2 separate regions of the Mus musculus genome follow, and region 2 is linked to region 1. A link is a contact called in public Hi-C data. All regions are on one chromosome and are shown on one strand. Each heading gives the region's core, a stretch centred on a gene start, on an enhancer-like site or on the middle of the called end of the contact. The rest is flanking DNA. Distances are from core to core; before and after follow the strand shown. Region 1 overlaps Babam2 (BRISC and BRCA1 A complex member 2). Region 2 overlaps Babam2 (BRISC and BRCA1 A complex member 2).

The links. A called contact is a pair of places that touch in the nucleus more often than the background predicts.
Region 2: a contact with region 1 is called in a Hi-C map of cerebral cortex, with 2.7 times the contacts expected there. The contact joins two enhancer-like sites. A contact is called at or near these places in 1 of 39 promoter capture datasets (hippocampal neurons), 1 of 15 datasets of contacts at CTCF or cohesin (the NIH/3T3 cell line), 2 of 484 Hi-C or Micro-C datasets (cerebral cortex and nephron progenitors), 3 of 115 datasets of contacts at active chromatin or transcription factors (fibro-adipogenic progenitors, microglia and pancreatic cancer cells) and 2 of 9 other capture datasets (adipose tissue and pancreatic islet).

The regions. Positions count from the first base shown.
Region 1 is chr5:31,748,911-31,752,858 of GRCm38.p6, forward strand. All of the region lies in intron 3 of Babam2 (BRISC and BRCA1 A complex member 2), which reads left to right. Among named protein-coding and RNA genes, the nearest start is that of Babam2, 53 kb to the left of the region's middle. Within about 2 kb of position 1,806, at least 65 of the 459 cell types and tissues checked have an H3K27ac peak or open chromatin away from gene starts, as enhancers often do. A contact at or near this core is called in cerebral cortex and pancreatic cancer cells, where this site is marked.
Region 2 is chr5:32,069,480-32,073,427 of GRCm38.p6, forward strand. The region is part of intron 11 of Babam2 (BRISC and BRCA1 A complex member 2); the gene reads left to right. Among named protein-coding and RNA genes, the nearest start is that of Gm40277, 19 kb to the right of the region's middle. Within about 2 kb of position 1,907, at least 35 of the 459 cell types and tissues checked have an H3K27ac peak or open chromatin away from gene starts, as enhancers often do. A contact at or near this core is called in cerebral cortex and pancreatic cancer cells, where this site is marked.

The DNA.
Region 1 (3,948 bases), core at 556-3,055:
TTGTTTGTTCTGAAATCTACATTAATTGATATTTTTAAACTATTTGGGTCTTTACATTTAGAGTGAATTTTGTATAGCAGCATGTAACTGGATCTTGGCTTTTAATTCTAACAGTCTTTGTTTCTTGGTTGAACTGTTTGTATCATTTCCATTTAATATGATTATTGATGTATTGGATGGATCAATGCATAAATATACCTAGCGTCTTGTGGTGATACATAATTCATATTATCGAATACCTATGTGTCTAGTAATCATCTTTGAATTTCAGACCTATTCTCCTTTTTGCAAGATTATGGCACTAAAAATATTGTCCTTCTGTCCAAAAGGAAGGGGCTTTACAAATACACCTTTTTAGAATAGTACAGGAGATATTTTAACATTCCAGTCTGACCTCAGAATGAAGAATTTTCAGAAAACTAGGTCCTTACTGGAGGTGTTAATAGGGCCTGAATATGTTTCTGCATAGTCTTTTTCCTTTATCTTTTTGGCCCTTAATGACAGAATGACCTTACACATAGGGTATTTCAATTAGAAGCTGGCAAAAGATCTTATGAGCCATTTTATGGCCACTTCAGATAACCCAGTTACTCTAGATCAGGTCAGGTTTCACAGCAGCAGTCTTTTCATGGCATGATCTAATCTCCTTGATCACTGGATCATTGGTCTGCCTTGGGGGAACATGGCTGAGATGACATATTTCATCCTCCTGAGAAATATATCCCACTTCCTAGTTTCTAGCATATGACATTCATACTAACTTGTGTACATTGATAATTGCTGTCTCTATTCCTGTCTATATGCAGATTTTCCTTTCTGGGCCATGTATGGATCTTCTCTATTTTAAAATTATAAAGAAAGACTTTTGTGTGATATAAACAGCCTAATCTTTCTTAGTAGAGTTTTAAAAAGACTGTTCCCAGACTGCTGCCGAACCTCCAGCTTGTAGAAATCCCTTTCACATCCCAGATCTAAGCAAGATAATCACCGTATAGATATAAAACCGAATTCACTGGTGACGCTGCTTTGGTATTTACCTGTTGACACCATCCCTGTTAATATCATTTGCATACACCCTCCACACACTCAAATGCTATATGATTGCTGACTTGTAGAGGGAAGGGAACTTAATATCTTGGTAGGATTATATTTTTAGAGATGGAGAATTATATCCATTAAAAAAAACTTAGCCAAAAATATGGCAAAATCAGAAAATGCTTGCAAGATTTGGGATATTCTAGGGAATTACAGAGATTTCAAGTAAAGACCAAGGATCTCTAATTTGTGAGGAGAATAAAGAGGCAGAGGCAACAGAGAGATGGGTAGACAGCCCTTGTTGGAGGAAAAAGAGAAAATGATTAAAAGTTTTTAAATGTATTCTGAAAAAAATAAAAAATGTATTCCGAATCAAATCTGTACTCCTCCCCCTCCTTGGGCCTTAGACATTGGAATCTGTCCCTATTATTGTTTTTCTCATGGTAAGCCCCTGCTTGATAGTGGTTGTGTTCAGTACATAGCAGAGCTGCAAACCAGCTCTCATTAGTTCTTTCTTTGTACTTGTGCCTAACCCTCTCCTTCTGGAGAAATGCCAGTTTGCCACTAAATTTAAATAAATAAGAACATGTCTCATCAATAGGGGTGGCAAATTTAGCCCCTCTTTAGAGCACTGAGCAATTTATGACCATATGTTAAATACCATAAAACAGCTTTAAAGCTTTGGTCCCTGGCCATTGCCAGATTGTACCGTAGGAGTGCGGCAGCGCTGCGAGGGACTGGGAATCTTTCCTCCGGCCCTTGCAGGCCTCAGCAACTCACTGATGTCACAGCCAAAGGGGCCTGTTTTCAAACATTCCCTTTATAAAGGTGAGAGCCCACAAGATCCCACTTGGCATTTGGGTACCGAGAAAGCAAGACTTCTTTTTAACTCATGAGGGTCAAAATTAGTATGGAAGTGTTGTGTGGGAGATGGAGCAGCTTGTCAGGGTGAGTGTGGGAGGCACGCACGTCAGGAGTAGGCAGTCGATGTCCTTCTCATTCTTGTTCTTGGAGCATGAACTGGGCTTTACATGGTACCAGGCAACCAAATACTGCATTTCTCACTCATTTCCTTCTTGCCAGCTTTCATGGAATTAATATTAATGTTACAACAATTTAAAAATTTCATACTAAGGAGCTGCCAGCTGTAAGGATTCCTTTTCTCCCAGGAGCGTGACTCATTATTTGGTGAACTCCAAATATTAGTTTTTCTTTTTACCATCATCACTGCCTGTGACTCACACATGGCATATCGTGGGCTCATGGCTGAGATCATGTTGGTGCGTGCAGGCAAACATGATTCTTGCTCAGGTGGTTCTGCATGGTCTCAGATGGAGGCTCAACACAGACGGAAGAACAATGGAAGCAGGGCCAGGACCACTAAGTGCAGATAGGCCTGGCAAGGCTCTGGGTAGCATTTCTCTGATGCATCTTCTGGAAAGATAACTGTTCTCTCAGAGAAAGATGATGGAATTTGGTTGTCAAAGGTCCAGGATCCCCAGCCTTCTGGAATGTGTATGTGCCAGCCTCAGGGGTGAAATCTGGCAGTTCGTGTGTGCTCTGTGCTCTGTCCTCCCTGTGTAGACCATTCTGTTTGGTCCTCTATCAGTAGCTGCTTTCCTGTACATGTGAGGCAATTGGCATGTGTCTCTAGGACGTGCAGTTGGGAAGCTCTGTTGTATTCTTCATAAGGCAGGAAACACACTATTGTTTCTTGTTGTTGCTTTCTTCCTTTGAAAGAACAAATTACTTCAAACTTTGGCAAATTATAAAGGCTTTGGATAGGTAGCAGTTTGAAAGAACTCTGCCCATATTGCTGGACTAGGGCAAAAATGCAAGTGATCTTTCTTGTCACCTCTAAGTCTGGCCTTGTTTTCCCATGATGCAGATGTGTGCAGTAGAACATCTGTGAAGAGTGGAAGTCCTCTCCCCAGTGCAGATGAAGTCTTTAGAGGGACAACAGGATTTTGCTTTGCTTAGAGTGTTTGATTTTAAGCTTCAGTCTAATTAATTAGGCCATATTGTTGCCTACTTAATTCTTCTGTTTCTTTCAGCACTCAGAACTTCTGCTCCTGTTACTGGCATCTGTTAAGTCTCTTTACCTGAGTGAATTTCTTGAGTATTTGCCTCACAGTTTTCAAACTATAATGAACACAGAAGTGGTTAAAGTACCCTCTTCACCCTTTAAGATGAGAGAAACATCACTTTAGTCGTTTCTCAGTATCTTGCCATAGTGGATGGGAATTAGAAAAGGGAACATCTAGCTTTCTGTGAGTTGAAAGCTAGATTTTGGCAACTGATTTCTTCCTGTAGACTAGTAATTGCTTTTTTTAATCTTAGTCCACCAAAGAAAAGAACCTGTTTAATAAAGGGGATACCAACTCATGAGCGAGTTACTTTATTTAACATAGCACCCTGAGCTGTCTGTCGTGGCACAGGCTCTTTGTACTCCAGGCTATTCTTTTCATTTCTATGAGAGAGAAGCCTGTCTTTAGCAGGGTCCAGTAGCATATGAAGTGTAACTGTGGTCTTGCATCATAGCTCCTAACAAAGGGAAGAGGAGGGAAGGGGAGGGGAGGGAAGGGAAGGGGAAGGGAAGGGGAAGGGGAAAGGGAAGGAAAGGAAAGGGAAGCTCTGCCCCTCCATGGGGGAAATAGCCCAAAGAAATTGTGCTGAAGGTAGATTTTATATCCACTTTATGGACATTAGACAGCACTGTAGAAACAGCCCAAATCCTGACAGTGCTCTTGGGATGGCATGCAGAGAAGAAACTTACATTCAAGGTTCGGAGGAGTTTGATGCATGAGTTACTTCTAACAAACTAATTCTGCAGACACAGGAATAATATACATTATTACATGACACAAGATCACTGATCACTGAGGCTGTCATGGTGTATGGTAGACATACCCT
Region 2 (3,948 bases), core at 657-3,156, 320 kb after region 1:
TAGTTTTAAACATCAGCTTCAGGAAGATTCTGTGTAACCTGAGGTGAGAATTAAAGCAAAGCAGGTTTAGGTTTGGGCAGAATCGAGTACCCTTGTGCCTGAGAGTGACTTTGACCTCTTATTCCTCCCAGACTGATTATCCAGCTGCCAGAGAGTTCTTAGACGAATCACTTCATTAAATAGTGTCACTGGCAAGGTGATATTAGCCCTAAGACCAGTTTTATCTGGACGTTCTGAAAGCACACTTGACTGTTCAGGCAGAGACGGCCCACGTGAACCGCAAGCTTGATCATGGGATCTTCCTTTCTTCATTTTCTTGTTCTTGCCTCAGCCTGTCAGGAGACCAAGAAAACTTGTTTTGAAAATGCTTGACAGCCAAAACAACCTGTTCTCAGCCGGACAAGAGGGCTTGTCCTCCCTGACCATTTCTGTGCAATTAGACAAACTGCTGACTGGAAAAAACGAATTTGCTGCTTTCTTCTCCTATTGTCCACAGACAAGTGCAGTGGCTTTCCAGTTCCTTTTGGCTTCTTTCCACAGCCCTTCTCCTGAGGCACTCTTAGACTGTGTCTGAGTCTCGCTGATTAGTGACCACGAGCAGCATACACTAGGAAAGCCACAACCCCTTCTTCCATCAGTGCGAGATGAGTTGTGTATCCCATCTTAGACAGATTGGACCCAAACAGAGATGTTTAACCTGTGATTTTCCATTCAATTGTTAGTCCCTTCTTGTAGGGTGAAAGTCTTATTTAAAATCTCCAATTATCCAAGTAGCCATCTTTCCTTCAACTTTGTTGGCTCTTGGGCCTGCTCTGTTCCCACCATGAAGCCTTGCAAATTCAGTCTTGGACAGCAGCATAATTCCCTGAGGGAATTCACCTCTACACAGAGAAGGTGCAGACTAGATAAGGGATCAGTGAACAGTCAGAGATCTGCACTACCAGCGCCTGTTTTTATGAATAAAGTTTTATTAGAACATAGCTACCCCTGTCCATTTACATCTTGTCTACAGCCATGATCAGTTCAGAGCAGATACGAGTTATTGTGACAGAGATTTGACCTACAAGCTGAAAATATCTAATGTCTGACTCTTTACAGAATATGTGTTGACCTTTAAACTGGAAGTGCTCTGAGTTCTAACAAGGACTCTGGTCCCTAAAGTAGGTACCAAGGAGCTGACTAGGAAATAGGTCTCTCCTTCTCCCCATAGTTGGCACTACAGAGCATGCTCTGTGAAGTGCATAAAGGGTGGGGAGCTTACTCCCCTTTGTTTTTACAGGTTTTTTTTTTCTGTATGTCTGTGTTTGTTCATTGGTCTGGTGGCTCTGACACACATGGTGTCTACCAGATTTAGATGGGGGCAGGGGGCCAACACCCTCCTTGCTGCGTGGGACTGATTGTCTTCAGCGGCTTGGTTCAAGGTGGGACACCCATGTGTACCTACATGGAAGGGAATGCTGATTTGAATACTGACTCATCTGCTTGGTAAACACAGTGGGTAAGGGAACCACATGCTGTCTTCAAGAGCCCAGATGCCCAACCCTCTCCCACCCCTGCTCTGTCTGGATTCGCCTTCTCTCCCAGTCTGAGCAGTGGGATGGGGAAGAAGGCCAAAAGTGCTGAAGTGATTGGTAAGCTCTAGTAAGAAACCAGGAAGGGCTCCTAAGGGACCCCCTAAAATGTGAGCTAGGGGGAAAACCAGTGAGGCTCCTAAAGGACCTCTAACGTGAGAGCTAGGAAGCACCTATTTTTTTTTTAACCTTTTTGCACTCAAAGCCAATGCAAACAAGGGTGTCATTTATAGAATTCACTTCCCAATGAATTTACTTTGCGAGCTTCTGTTATATACCAGCTCTTTACTGACCAAAACTGCAAACTTGGTCTGCAGGAAAGCTTGTGCAGACTAGGAAAGGCTGCCTCTGCCCCCTTTAGGTTGGTAGTTTCACTAGTAGCTTGGAACAAAGCTGTCTCTTTTCTCTGCTCCTCTGACTCTGAATGAACACACAGCTTAGCAAGATGAGCACAGGCTGGGCACTGTGTTGCCCTGCCACAGCAGTTGCTGGACTCCCAGATGCAATAGCGGTTGCTGACACTCGCCCGGTGTGTCCACAGAGTCCTGTAATGTGATCCTTGCTGCCTGGTATGTCGCCTTGCCTTTGAGATCATAACAAGCAGAAATAGTCTCAGTAACACCCTTCCACACCTGCCCCCAGCCCCCTAAGCAACAAGAACATGGCTCAGGGATGGAGGGTGGGTGCTCTGTGGTTGCGAGCAGAGACATGGTTCTCTTGTTTAGGCTTCATTAGTTCAGGTGCTGATGTTGGCCCATCCTTGCCAACTTCTGGCCTAAAACTAGCTCAGCTTGAAGCACACACATGGTTTCCCACTATGTGCTATCTCAAAGGCAACACACACTAACAGCACCAAGAGTTGGTTCAGAGGCCCAGAGTTAGGTACGCCATTCATGAGGAAACTGACCCCATTCCCAAGGCAGCGATCGGGTCACATGCTGCACAGTAAGTACAGGGGTGGCATTCCACTGGGACACCGCCTACCCTCACACTGTGTACTGTCAGAACTGTTTGCTGAAGGCTGTGACACGCTCCCATGGATATTATGTGTGGTCAGATCTGATGCCACTCCTCAGTTCATGCTGGGAATTATAGTGGGCCAGGCACATGAACACATTTTTTAAAGATTTCCATCTTCCATGTCTCAGCCTGCATCTGACTTTGGCTCCCAAAGTTTAGAGTCTAGTGGAGAAGGAAGAAAGAGAGGCCGGGTACCTGAATCCTTCATATCAATTTCCTGTCCTTGTTCTCAGTTTGAAAAGACTATGGGAGGAGAGGGAGTGTCACTCATCATTGTCTTGAGCCCCTAAAATGTGTAGAGCACCCTTCTAAGGAACAATTGTGTCCTATGGATATATCACATCTGTCTTGGTGACCTCAAAAGATGGAGTGGAAAGATGAAGGGCAGACATGCAGATCACCATTCACCCCATGGGAGGCAGGAAGATGAGGTCAATATGGAACTGGCCATGCAACCATACCCAAGGCTTGAGATTAAATGGTCCTGGTTTTCTAAGTGTGCAGCTTCCAGTCACCAGGCTTCTGATGTTGTTGAAGTGTGTTGTGGTGGCTGGACACAGGATTGAGACAGCACTCCAAGGGCCGCATTGTGTAGAATGTGGCACACGTCAGACTTCATTCTTCCCCTTCAATGTCTAAGCTTCAGTGGCCTCAGAAGGCGCCAAAGGCCCTCCCAAGCTAGAGGGTACTATTGGCAGGGCACTGGGTTGCATACATGTTCCTGTCTGACACTGAGCTAGTTCCTGCCTTACTGTATGCCCGCTTGTTTGTGGATATTGTGGAATGGAGTAACAAGATCCACTTATTGTGGAGTAGAATAACAGGCTCTATCCTGTACATACTGCTATTTGGATTACAATGAAGTTATTTTTAAAAGCACATTATAAATTGCAAAATACCAAGTGCCAAGTTAGTTCATTCACTTAACTAACAGACACTGGAAAGTTATAGGGTGCCAGGTGGCACCAGTGAGTCCAGATCTCTCTGGAAGGTGTTCAAGGAGGACAGTGACTCAGTTGGTAAAGTGCTTGCCACACAAGCATGAAGGTCTGAGTCTGAGGCTTGGCACACATGTAAAAAGCCAAGCCTGGTGATGCACACTCATAGTCCCAGGGCAGGTGAGGCAGAGACGGGATCCCTCGGATTCACTAGCCAGAGACCGGAACCTGAGAACAAGCCTCAGGTACCAGTGAGACCCTGTCTCCAAAAACAAGGTGGACAGCTTCTAAGGAAGGTAACCTCTAGTCTTCAGATACATGTCCACATGCATCTACATAAATATACAGACATAGAGAAAGAGGAGAGAGGCTGTGGGAGGGGGTAGATAGTCTGGTAAGAGTAGGGTGGGGCAGAAAGA